Regions from separate parts of the Zea mays genome. Here region 2 is linked to region 1. Evidence: chromatin contacts called from public Hi-C data. All regions are on one chromosome and are shown on one strand. Each heading gives the region's core, a stretch centred on a gene start, on an enhancer-like site or on the middle of the called end of the contact. The rest is flanking DNA. Distances are from core to core; before and after follow the strand shown.

What was found. A called contact is a pair of places that touch in the nucleus more often than the background predicts.
Region 2: a contact with region 1 is called in a Hi-C map of leaf, with 8 times the contacts expected there. The contact joins the promoter of LOC100279488 here to the promoter of LOC103648282 in region 1. A contact is called at or near these places in 3 of 25 Hi-C or Micro-C datasets (ear, endosperm and leaf).

The regions. Positions count from the first base shown.
Region 1 is chr2:242,789,018-242,795,720 of Zm-B73-REFERENCE-NAM-5.0, reverse strand. It overlaps LOC103648282 (U3 small nucleolar RNA-associated protein 6 homolog), which reads left to right and starts at 2,834. Exons shown (of 6, transcript NM_001354894.1): 1 at 2,834-3,578; 2 at 3,995-4,651; 3 at 5,411-5,872; 4 at 5,971-6,143; 5 at 6,528-6,703. The coding sequence starts at 3,099.
Region 2 is chr2:243,001,735-243,008,437 of Zm-B73-REFERENCE-NAM-5.0, reverse strand. It overlaps LOC100279488 (Tobamovirus multiplication protein 1), which reads right to left and starts at 2,518. Exons shown (of 10, transcript NM_001152490.1): 1 at 2,335-2,518; 2 at 2,029-2,119; 3 at 1,812-1,864; 4 at 1,606-1,698; 5 at 1,400-1,471; 6 at 1,106-1,224; 7 at 947-1,010; 8 at 100-153. The coding sequence starts at 2,499.

The sequences.
Region 1 (6,703 bases), core at 1,585-4,084:
AGAAGAACTTTCATTTCAGTACGAGCATCATTGAGCAAACATCATACAAACAACATGACTGCAAATTAATTCACCAGTTACAGTTTGGTGGATACACTCAAATGAGCAGACGACGATGACGAATATCAAAAGCAGACAAGAGTGTTCATGTCGTATCCTATGATCGACAACTTAAAGCATTGGTCTTGGTGTAGATGATAACGACGGATCTGTTGACCAATTAACCCTAGTTGACCAAGTTCGCCATGAACATATAAATCGTTCTAATTAAACATGTGAAGTACATGTAAACCCTAGGGTCAATCGAACTTAGGTTATGTTGGGACACGGATTGAATCGGAGCTCTGGAACTTGGAGCAGCGAGTGACGTACCTTGGCACTTGAAGCTCTAATGACGCAGATCGGGTGAGCGCAGATCTGTCGGCGAATCGACGAACCCCCATTGACCTCCGCCCAGCAGACGCCGATCCGGCGGACAGAGACGACCGGCGGCGGCGCCTTCGCACAGACCAGTAGAAAGGAATCGCGGCCGTGCGCGGATCCACAGCTTCCTTCTCCGGCGGCGTTGAAGTGGCGATAGAATCGCCTGGAGCTCGCTGGACGGAGTTTTCCGACCGCGGGTGCTTGTCTGGGAAGGTACCGGCCGAGGGGGAGGCGAGCGCAGTAGCGTCCCCATCCATGTAGCGGGAGAGAGAAGGAAACGAGAGGGGAGAGGAGGAGGAAGAGGGCTGCGGTGAAGGGTTTAGGGGTGTACTGTAGCCCCTATATGGTCTACAATAGTAGGGGAGGGGGAGGGAAGAGTCGACCGGTGAACACAGTCTTAAGACTGTGTTCAACGGTTGCTCTCGGTGTCCCCCTCCCCTAACACTGTAGCCGATATAGGGGCTACAGTGCGCCCCCTTCCCTTCAACGGCGTCCTCCTCCTCCTCTCCCTTCCTGATTCTTTCTCTCTCCCGCTAAATCGATGGGCACGCTACGCCGTATTCCTTCCCCGCAGCCGCTTCTTCGCCCACACGCCCGCGCGCTCGGAATACTCCGCACCAATCATGGACGCTGCCGGCGCGCGTCCATCGACACCGTCGGCCGCTGCTGCCGCAGTCGTCGGGGCCTCCGTCGCGGACGAGCCCCGGGACGCGCGGGTGGTGCGGGAGCTCCTGCGCTCGATGGGTCTCGGTGAGGGCGAGTACGAGCCCCGCGTCGTGCACCAATTCCTGGACCTGGCCTACCGATACGTCGGAGACGTGCTAGGGGACGCCCAAGTCTACGCCGACCACGCCGGGAAGGCTCAGATCGACGCCGACGACGTCCGCCTCGCCATCCAGGCCAAGGTCAATTTCTCTTTCTCCCAGCCGCCGTCGCGCGAGGTACCAATCGTACCTTATTCTCAGTTTGGGCAAATCAGTTGGCTTATGTTTATTTTCTTCTATCCCCGCCAAATCGTTGCTTTCTCCCTGGGTTGGTTTTGTACGGCCGAGTCCATGAAACCTAGTTATTTTGCTGCCCGTGTAGTTGAAACTAGATTTCGAATTAGTTTTGTTTTTGCTGGATTAGTTTGGTCCCTGCTCAATTCCATTGATAGAGAGATGGAAATGTCAATATACAACATAGATTCAGATATATATTCAGAAAGAGTTTAACTACTAAAAGCCACATAGATCAGAGACAATAACATCCTAATCCAAAACATAACCATTAAGAGAAGATTCATAATTCTAAACTACTATAAAAATTAATTATTCATGTGTTGTAATAAATTCTTGAAGTTTCAAAAGCTGTGTCTTCATGCATTCTAATGGTACTTATCATTCCTGTGCTGCATTGCAGACTATGGTGATCTTTTTACTTCCTATGTCTATAACAATTTTAGTTATTAAAACCACTTTGGCCATACACTAGGATCATATTGGTCAGGAACTAGCTTTCATATGGGAAAATGACAGCTAGTGCATTGCATGCTACATAAGCTTCAAATGGTTCAGTTTGAAATTGATTGCCACCCACCGGTTGCATTTTAAATTTGTAGATGATTAGATGTAGATAATTCATGATTGATACTTGTAGGATTGAACACTGTTGAGAATAATGTAATATTATCCACACTTGTGCTTTTCTGTGGTATTTTTAGCTTTTTCATTTTTTACAGTTTTTTTGCCTCTGAATTGTAGAGCAATATTGTAGCCTCTGGTGGTCTTGGTGGTGAGGTTTTCATTTGGGACCTTGATGCTGCTCTTGCTCCTGTAGCCAAATCTGTGGATGCAAAAGAGGATGAGGTTCCTAATGGAAACTCCGGGCCTGCTTTGACAACACTGTGCAGCATAAATTCTAGTTCTTATTATGTTGATAAGAGATTTCTTTAAACGTGATCCATGTTGATCCCTTGGACTCTTCACAAAAAAAAGTACAATATGTATTGCTCGCCTAGAAAATGATACATCAGTTACCTAAGGAAGTGTAGGAAGTACCAATTAACATTTGAAAAGAGCAAATTTCTTATTATTTTAAAAACATATAATTTCAACGATTTTTTACTAACGTATTTATACTAATTACGAAGTGCGCGAATTAATTGTGTACTAAGTTGCCGCCGCGCACTGTTCATAGAGCAAATAAAAATAAAACAAAAAATGTATGGTAGTTGAGTTAGTTGAAGATGAAAGTATATAATATTGGTGTGGTGGGGTATAGAGGTTTGATATAGGGGAAACCGCTGTACAGTGTAGAGATATAGGGGGAAAGAGAACGCTGACGTGACAGGTGAGTGAGATATAGCAGGGCGCGGCATGTGAGGCACTGCACCAGCTGTACATGGAGGGGCAACTGTCTTGTCACGGTTGGGCCAATCTAGGATGGAGTAATTTGGGCCTCTGCGGCCCGCTTACGCACGTTCTTGCCCTGCTTTGCTCTCTCCAACTCCAGCATCGCCCCAAACAGCGGAGCCAGCACCACCACCACCGCGGCGGCGCGAGCGTCACTGCCCTGCCCTCTCCTCCTCCTGTCCTACTGCTCTACCGTCCTCTCCCCCCCGCGCCGCTGCCGCAACCAAAACCCTAAAAGTCGCTTTCTATCCACTTGCTCCGCCGCCTCCACCACCGGGCGCCATGGCGGACACAGTGCAGTACCGCCTGGAGCGGATGACCGACGAACTGGACGACCTGGAGCGCCGGGGCCTCTTCACGCGCGGCGAGCTAGCTGACGTCGTCCGCAAACGCCGCGACTTCGAGTACCGCCTCCGCCGCCACTCCCCGCTCCGCCAGGACTTTCTCGACTACATCGCCTACGAGCTCCGCCTCGACTCCCTCCGCAACCTCCGCAAGCGCGCCATCATACGCGCCGCCGCCGAAGACGACGACGACGAGCCTCAGCACGACGCTCGCAGCAGCGACGACGAGGGAGGCCGGAGGAAGAGGAAGAAGGATAAATCCAAGAAGAAGTGGAAGAAGTCCGTCTCCGACGTCGCGGGCGTCCTCCGCGTCCTCGACATCTACCGGATGGCCACCGTCAGGTTCAAGGGCGATCTCGACCTCTGGTTCCGGTACCTCGAGTTCTGCCGCGACAAGCGACACGGCAGGATGAAGCAGGTATGCCACCACCATCAACAGTCCAACACCAGACCGATTCATCTTTAGTTGGTTGCTAAGTTCAAAGTTCACCTCTGTAACTTGCTGCTGTTCTGCTCGATTTCACAGATGTCTCGTTCTGGACTATACACTGACATTCTGCTATGCTCACAAGAAGATCGGGGAAACCTGAAACCTTTCTATGCCTATAATGTGCTATATTCCAGCTACACATCTAGTACGACGTGGGGCCACACACTCTAATTTGGCCAACAAGTTATTAGCCAATTATTACAATTTGCATTGCACGTTCTTCATTTATTTCTTATCAAGTAGGAATGTTCAATTTTGAGCTATGATCATAAGGAAGACCTTTATTTGCATACACTGGCAAACTTTGATGTTGTTCTGTCCTTATGCTTGTCTTCTTACTTCAGGTTCTGGCACAAGCCATTCGCTTCCATCCCAAGGTTCCTGGGCTTTGGATCTATGCAGCAGCATGGGAATTCGATCAGAACCTGAACGTTGCCGCGGCACGTGCACTGATGCAGAGCGGTCTCAGGTCTTGCCCTCAGTCAGAGGATATGTGGATCGAGTATCTTCGCATGGAGCTTACCTACCTTAACAAGCTCAAGGCTCGAAAGGTTGCTCTTGGAGAGGATGTCAAGACGCTGCAAAAGAAAGACAACGATGCGAGCCAGTGGAAAGAGGAAAACAAGGAACTGTTCATGCCACTGAATGAACAGGTCAAAGATCCTAAGGAGCCAGGCTCGGCTGGAGATGCCCTGGAGGAGAAGGAAGACCTGTTTTGGCGTCAAGGGTTGTTAATCATTCAGACCATATATCATGGTGCCGTGGAAGCTCTTCCGTCAAGCTTAACCTTGCGGAAGAAATTCTTGGAGATACTAAACAGTGTTGACTTGGCACATTCTGATGAGTTAAAACTGGAGGTCCTGGATGACCTTAAGAGAGATTTCTCTCATAGCGAGGACTACTGGGATTGGTTTGCTAGGCTTCAGCTTAGCAACTTGAACAGTTCCAGTAATTCGAATAGAAAGGATGCTATATCAAACAAGTTGAACAGATCAATTCAGGTAAAGGAATTGTGTCACAGCTCCCCTATAAATATAAACCTCCAGCATGGTTATCAACGAAATCTCAAACGTGCTTCTTATTTAGCGAAATATAATAAAAAGATAGGGAATGAAGTTGAATGCACAGTGGCTGTCTTGCATGAATATATTTTTTAATGTTAATGCATCACAGGCAATTTATATCGTAGGTATAAGATTTTAATTGTGTACTCACATGCTTAGTGGATGTTAGCTGTGTAGTTGTATGCACTAGATTGTTACCTAATTTGCTTACGAGATAATTGTTGTAGTATGCTTGTTATGAAAGCTTTCTTAATACCATTTGCGATTATAATATTATTACTCGACCTGCGGGGGGTAAGACATCCCCCGAGTATTGTATTAAGAAGAAGAGGTCGAGAAAACCCCCGAACCCCTGCCCCACCCATACACAGCGGCATCGAAGCCCATGTGGGAATGACCGCGACCGGGGCTGAGCCTTAGGCCCATGCTTTGACGTGGGACAGACGAGGGGATTTCTTTTAACCACAACCTGAAATTCGCTCCCACGGGGAGGCAAACCCGGGACCTGAGGAGTCCTTCTCAAACCACCTAACCAACTCGGCTAGAGGCCCTTTCGCGATTATAATATTATTAGAGCTTGATTAATCTGTACAGCATATGGTACACCCTTTAAAGCTGTCCTTTTGTAATAGTCTTGTAGTATGTCTGATACAACCTTTCTGAACATTCTACATTTGTATTGTCATGTGAATCTAGGTGTATGACGAAGCTATCAGGAAGCTACCAAATTCCAAAATGTACTCATTGTATGCAAAGTTTTGGATGGATGTTATATATACTGACAGAGAAGATTCAGTCACATTATTCCAGGATTCTGAATTTGATGCTTCAGAGTTCACTTCATCCATACTGAAAGTTTATGAAAATGCAGAATCATGTGGATGTCTTACTGAGGATCTTGCTTGCCAATACATATCACTTTACTTGAAACTAGAAAGACTGGAGGAAGCTAAGACTCTCGCAGAAAAGCTTTGTGATGGTCCTCTTTCAAATGCTGCAAATTTGTGGAGCCTGAGATTTACTATGGAGATAAATTCAATTGCAACTGCTCCTGGCAGTTCTTCCTTGAGCAAGGAGAACCTGAGCTCTCTGCTTGATCTATTTAGCACTGTACTCTCCAAGTTGTCTGTAACTGAGGCTGAGAGACTGTGGCATATGGTAAGTTTTTTAGGTTGGTATTGGCAAATTTATTTTGGTTTTACCTTGCTATTATTACTAACTTACTGCGTTTGAAAATTATCCATGATGCATTTCAGGCCATGAAGTTGTTTTCCCATGATAAGGTCTGTTTCGAGAAGCTGGTGAAGTGTGCGATGCTATCATTAAGTCTGGCAGGTGGCAGTGATTCAGGAGCATCAGTTTCTTCTGCTATCGTTGGATGGTATTTGCAAAGAGATGGTGTGAAGCATGCTAGGAAGATGTATAAGAGGTATGGAAACTAGCTCTACAGTTGTCAATGTGAATTGTGTGGTTTTGCATGATGATGTTCTGCAGGTATTGTTTCGATTAACCTATCATGACAATCATGAATACTGATTAGCATTTTTTAATTTTTTTTTCAGATGCCATGTATCTGGCTGCTGCTTTTGTGTTACATTGAAATAACATCTGTTATGTGTGTAGTTTGTTCTTTAAATAAATATGTGTGTATGTAGTTTTGGCTTGATAGGCCATCTGTATCTTTCGCAGTCTTTTCCGCTACTCGTGCATTGAAGTTAAAAAAAGAAGAAATGTGTAACTGTAGTCGATACTATACCGCCTCCAGAGTGTTGGGCCCTGACACTTTGGCCTTTGCTTGTTGAATCCAACACAGATTGCTTGCTTTACCTCGGCCAAGCCTCAAGTTCATGCAATACTGCATAGCGCTGGAGGCGAACCTTGCATCGCTCGGAGACAACGGCGCCCTCAAAGATGCTCGGCGGCTATATGATTCAGCGCTCGACCTGTATCCCCAGGAAAGAGAAGTGTGGCGGAGCTACTACGACCTGG
Region 2 (6,703 bases), core at 1,269-3,768, 210 kb before region 1:
CATCATACATTTACTTTCGGCCAACCAAAGGAATAATTAAACCTTCCTTCCTTCCTTCAACACCAACCAATCAGTAAAAAGTGGGAACAACATACTCACCACAACACATCTTATCAGGAAGCAGGTAACACAAATTGCTGTCACAGTCCCAACCTGAAACATTTTGAAAAAATGCAACATCAGAATGGAAACTATGGAGATGTTGAAGTCCTGAACAGTCATATTGTTACATGAAGAACCAAACAGACTTAGATGCGTTATTAAGATACCAGAATAGCAGATCATTTTTTTATTGGACAAAAGATACCAGACACTAAATAAACTATCACCTTTTACGAACCAAACCAATGGAAATTCTATGTAGAGTTTCTTCTAATAATTTATGTGGCAATGCTCTTGCCGATCTTTCGAGAGAAAAAAAATACAAGTAGAGATATCATATAATACGGTTAGTTAGTCACTAGACAAATTACCAATTCTATGAGAAGCCTGGACTTCAGGCTCATAGATACTGCAAAGATAATCATCAAGTCTAGCTCTGTAGCCCCTCTCGGGCTAGCTGCTGCTGTTGTTTTGCCTAGTGTTTGGGTTTTTATCCAGACCTTGCCTGTAGTCTTTTTTTTATCCTTTTCCCTTTCTAATAAAACTTTCTTACATTTTGGGTCTCCCCTACTATGTTTTCACTAAAAAACCAATTGATATACGTAATTCAATTTGTTGTAAACATGGTATAAGAATGATGTTGCAAACATGTCATAAGAATTCCATGTTCCACACATGCTAATTTCCACTATTCAACGGTAAGTGTGATATACGTAATTCATAGTATGCGATAGCGTGAACCAAATGATATGTCCTAACACCATGTTACATCGACAATTTGTTTCCTAGTTTGTACAGAATGGCCGTTGAACAGTAAAGGTAGTTGTTGCTGGGTTGCGATCACCTCATAAAGCTTCTTTTGCCGCCCCTTAGATTCAATAGGGAAACGTCTCAGCAAGACAAATAACCTGAAGTAAAACAACATCATCTTTTTTTGTAGGCAATACAAAACTAGAGGTGTGCAAGTGAGTACGATAGCAAAAGACACTGAGCATTGTGTTACCTTCCACCATATACTGAAAAGCCAAGAAGCGCAACGAAGGAGACAGCTACGATGAATATTTTGCTGGCTAGCTCGACCACAGCATTATCATTTATCCCAAGGTATATCCATATGCAAACCTGTCCAGATGTGCAACCAAAGGTACTGAGTCAAAGTTAGAAATAAAAAGGTAATTTAAAATCATCAATAGAAAAGAAATCCAATAAATTACATAAAGATAGAAATTGCATGGACAGGACAGGACAGGAATAAAGAGACAGCTTTATCGAATGAGAAAGTAGGAGATGAAAATACCTGAACAACGTATATGATGGTGTTAACGGCAATGTATGCAGGCCTCAGCTTGTCTGTTGGGAGACTCCTAGCCTGCAACTCAACCAAGATCTGTGCTTATACCATTTGTTTGTGCTTTCTAATGGTAAAATGTAATGGAATTCCTTCCAGATGTAAAAGTGGGAAAAAATTTGGAGAGGATTTAAAATGGAAGGCGAGTGTGGCACCTGATGGTATATTTCTGCCCAGAAGAGCACGAGCAAGGTGTAGGTGGAGAAAAACAACAGACCAGGGAGATCTAGCAACACCAACTTGTATACCTGTGGAGGAAGCAGCCGGAAGAGGGGGGAGCAAATGAAGCTTGATGTTTATTAGGCACAAGACCGTGCATCGATCGTCTGAGAGCAGGTGAAGAGGAAAATTACAGTCTTACTTTTGCGCGGAGGAGGAAGACGTGGACATGGAAGCCGAATACCAGAGCACGGACTGCAGCAGGGAGAGGTGCTGGTCAGTAGCGTTTGGCTGGCTATTTTTAGCTGGCGTGATCAGCGTATAAATAAATTGATGAAACAGGGCCAGCCCCATGTGGAACGATGGAATCGACAATGAGGAAGCAGATTGAGTAGATATAGGTGAGAATGGTTAATTACCCCCGTTGACAAGGAAGTTCATGAGGTGGAAGACCTTCTGCGTGGTCCATCCGAACTCGGGCACCCGGCGCTGGATCCTGACGAGCTGAATCTGCAGGGGGGCATGACAGAGGGAGCAGAGGTGAGGATCCAACGGAGTTGAACGCTGCCCGGTGCCTCTTGCGCCCGCTCTGGAACTGGAAGCAGAAGGGCGCAGGAGCGGAACCAATCGGCGAATAGCAGCTGAGATCAAGCATTAATTCCCCGCCTCCGCGCTGCCCTGTCCCCCGCAGAGGAGGCAAGGAGGGGAGGGAGGGGCGGGCGTACCAGTGCGACGGCGGAGACGAGGGCGTAGGCGGCGGCGAGGGAGAAGAAGGCCGCGTCCTGGCACTGGGGCGACTCGTTGACGTCATCCCACCAGCCCCGGAGCGCGTCGGCTGCCGAGGAAGAGGATGCGGCGGTAGCGAAGGAGGATGCGAGGTCCCTCCTCATCTGGCCCCCTCTGCTTTTCTCTTGTGTGCCTTGCCTGCGGTGCGCGAGGGAGGAAGAAGACGCACAAAGGAGAGAGGCAACAAGGGAAAAGGCAGTGGGCCCACGCGTCAGTGTGTGTTTTGGGCGTGCGCGGCGGCTGGGGCCCGGCAGCAGTGAGGTGGGGAGAGCGGTGGGATTCCCTTCTCTCTTTTTTTTTTCAGCAGCGGATTGCGTTTGGCGCCGGCACACGTCGCCCACTCGAACTACCAACGTCCGTTTCTCTCTTTTCTAATCTAAATACTTAGAGCATCTCCAAGAGACTCTTTATTTTTTTACTCTCTATTTGACTATCTATTTATGTTTTCATAAAGATTACACTCTATATCTACATTTCAGTCCAACAGATTATCTATCTAGTTTGGCTAGTCAGGTGGCTAGCCAAATTTAGCTAGTGAGAGAGCCAATTTAGAGAGCCAGATAGCTTGCGAGTCATATAGCTAGTCTGTTGGAGATTTATTTTGCTATTGAGTAGCCAAAATTTGGCTTGGCGAGTTAATTAGCTAGTCTCTTGGAGATGCTCTTATAAGAGCAACTTCAATAGTTATTCTAAATAACTCTTAAATTTAAGAAGTAAATAAAAAAAATTCAATGATTATCTAAAAAGAAACAGAAAAAAGAAAAGAATAAAGAAAAAAAGAAAGAACTTGCATTTGGGCCCAAAGTGCTTTGTCGGCACATTCACCCTTCCTCTGCGCGGTTCAGCCGCACATGGCTCGCGCACGTAATTGCCACCGACGTTGACTAGCGGGATCAGGCCGTCAGGTGCCCCGCTTCGTTGTCTCCTCGCGACGCATACTCGCTGGCATGTGGGGCCCCCTTGTCAGCACGTCCTTCTCCACCGTAACCACCGCACGAAATCGCCGTCGCGGCTTGAATCCCGACCGGTTTCCGTTACTCCTTGACCGATGGCTCGGGGATAAAAGCTCGGGCACCTTGTGGTTCTCTCCTCTTCCCCGTCTCCCCTCGCTCGCAAGCTAAAACAGTCGTCGCTTACTAGCCGCCGTCGCCGAAACCACCGAGGGTGAGAGTGCTCGCACAGTCGCTGCTGGTAATCTCGGTCGACGCCGTTTGACCATCGACGCTAGTGCTGCGAAGATCACCTAGTCACGTCGCTTGGAATAAGAGCCTTCCGAGACCAAATCGTGGACGAGGATGCCGTCAATTGCTCGTCGTGCCTTTTCCACCACCGTCGTGCCACCCCGACATCGAGGACAGCGCCACCGCCGTCACCCCTTCCGGTACGAATTGCCTCAGCTAATCCGCAACTACCTTAACTTCGTGGTAGACCTGTTTAATTCATGCATAGGGCTGTTAGGCGCCCCCTCGGCTCTGCGCCGATGATGCTCCACTACATTGGGGGTCGGCGTCGCCGTCTCTGGCCGAGACGGGTAGGGGATCACGTATGGTCGTTGATCCAATAGTGGGTGCCTGCGATTAGATCAGGTTACCGCTTCGGCGCTGGGAATCCGGGTCGTCCGATTTGGATCGGGCGAACCTAGGATTGGGTTCGCCGTTTTTAAATCCAGACCATTGATTCACCCACAGGCAGATCCGGGCTGGTCTCAGGGGACCGCTGTCCTCAGTCGTTAATCATAGATCGAGCAGGTCAGTTTACATAACGGTTCGGTCCAATACGGTCTAATTCGGGCCATTCGCGCTCAATCCGACGCCTGAAATCAACTTGTAACCCTTTGGCCCCGGAAACTTGCTAAAGAGTCCCTAGAGTTTTTAAGAATAAACTCGCCGTCCACATATACGTAAAGATCATCGCGTCTGGGTCCTAGAATTTACAGATCGAACCCCGAGCTTTTCAGTATTAGTACGCGCAGTCCACATAGTTGGTAAATCAGATAAATGAATATAGAATTTGATGTTTAGTACAAAAATAATTCCAAGAACTTGTTTAATCCATAGAAAATTCATTTCAACTCGTTTTTAATTCATTCCAGTGGCATTAATTTTGTATTAATATTGTTTATCATCTAGTAACTCTGTTTAGCTATGAAACATAGATTAAAATTATTCACCTGATTTATTCTATACTGAGCACTTAATAACTTCTGAAAATCATAACTCAATAACCATAATTCCGAATTTAGTGATTCTTGTTCCTACGACCTCGTTATGACACGTAGAATATTATCATGCATTACATTCTGTTGTTTGGTGTGATGTTAATTTCTCCTATATCATGTTTGTTTGTATTGTTGCGAGTAGACGAGCAAGCCACTAAGGACCCAAGTGTTCAGCAGGTGGAGACTGTTGAGCAAAAGCTCGTTGAAGGTAAGTTGTGCCCTTGATCACTTCTATTTACCCAATAATATTCCTATTAATCATTATGATATGCATAAGTTAATTTTGATAGGACCCAATAGGTTACCCTAGTTTGGCTATTTTTATACTTGTTTACCACTAAACTTTTGGGTAGTACCTACTATTGCTTTATGTGATTTTGGGTATTGAGATACACATTATTCATGATCATGCTTTTATTATCAGTTTGTTATTTACTGTTCATGATAAGATCATTATGTTAATTGGAACGTGGAGCGACCACCCGGAAAAACAGTGCTACCACAAGGGTGGTATGGGACACCCTTGGCTGACTAATTAGGAAAGCTAGTGGATGACTAAATTACCCAAAATGGGCAAGGGCAGTAGGGAGTGGTTGGTGTAGGGAGGTCCTCGGGTTGATTTTGCTGCGATGGTGGTCAGGCAAGGGATCCCTGCATTAGGGCTTCCTAGAACTGTAGTGGGTTTCCTGAAGCTAGTGGAACTTTGTAAATGCCTCGTAGTGTTACCCTGCCTCGCTTCCTTGGTAGAGATGTATGGGAAGTCACGATCCCTTGGCAAATGGGTAACATGACTTGTGGGTAAAGATGCGCAACCTCTGTAGAGTGTAAAACTGGTATATCAGCCATGCTCACAGTCATGAGAAGCTCGATAGTGGAGACGACGGGGAGCGTCCAAGAGGAGCCAGAAGCGGAGCACCACTTGTGCGTAGAGAAGGCCCGCGACTCTCTACGGAGTTACTCGACCAAGGTGCTTGGCCCTCGCGTGGGCTTCCCTTTGCGTAGGGGCACCAACGAGGATTAGTTGGGACCTTGCGTGGTTCCGGATACCTCGGTAAAAATACCGGCGTCATCCACAAGAGTTTGCATCTCTACCTTGCTCTTTAAGTTTCCGCATTTATATCAAGCATTTAAGTTTCAATCTTGTATTCATACTTATATAGTGTAGATTGAAACTTATCCATTGCGGTAGAGATAGCAACACTTAGATAAAACCTAGTTTGCATACTCTAGTTTGATTATTTGCATAGATTTTGCTCTAGGGAATTATTTGTGGCCTAGTTTAGTGAAAGTTTTAGAAGTCCTAATTTACCCCCCCTTAGGCGTCACTCGTTTCCTACAAGTGGTATAAGAACCTGGTTTGGCTCATTTGAAACGTTTTAGCTTCACCGCTAAAAGAGCTGACGCTTTTTAGAGGAAGGGGTGGATACCCATAGGCCACCACACTTCGACGACACTAACTTCCCATATTATAGTGCTAGAATGGCTTGTTACATAGAGGTCGTTGATCTAGGTGCTTGGAGTCACTCGTGACGGGATGAAACCACCCAAGAATCCCGAGAAGCCCACCACGAGTGAGGAAAAAGAAATTCATTTAAATGCTAGAGCCAAAAATTGCTTGTATGAATCTCTTAGCATGAATATTTTTAATCAAGTATTTACATTGAAAACTGCTAATGAGATTTGGCTAAAATTGCATGAGCTCTATGACGGCACATCAAATGTCCGTGAGCAAAAACATTGCCTAGTCTTAAATGAGTATAATACTTTTGCTATGAAAGAAAATGAGCTTGTTAGAGATATGTATTCTCGTTTAAATTTAATCATCAACGAGCTCAATTCTATTGGCATTAATAAGCTAGGTGATGTGGACATTATAAGGAAGATTATCTCCCTGCTACCACAACAAAGATACGGGAGCATCATCACTATTCATCACAATATGGAGGACTTGAGTACAATGACCCCGACCATTGTGATTGGAAAAATCGCGGTCTTTGAGATGTCGCAAAAAATGTGTCAGGTAGAGGAGACAACTTCCTCAAGGTGAAAGGGAAATGTGCCCTTGGGCCATTTCTAAAGTATTTTGGTGA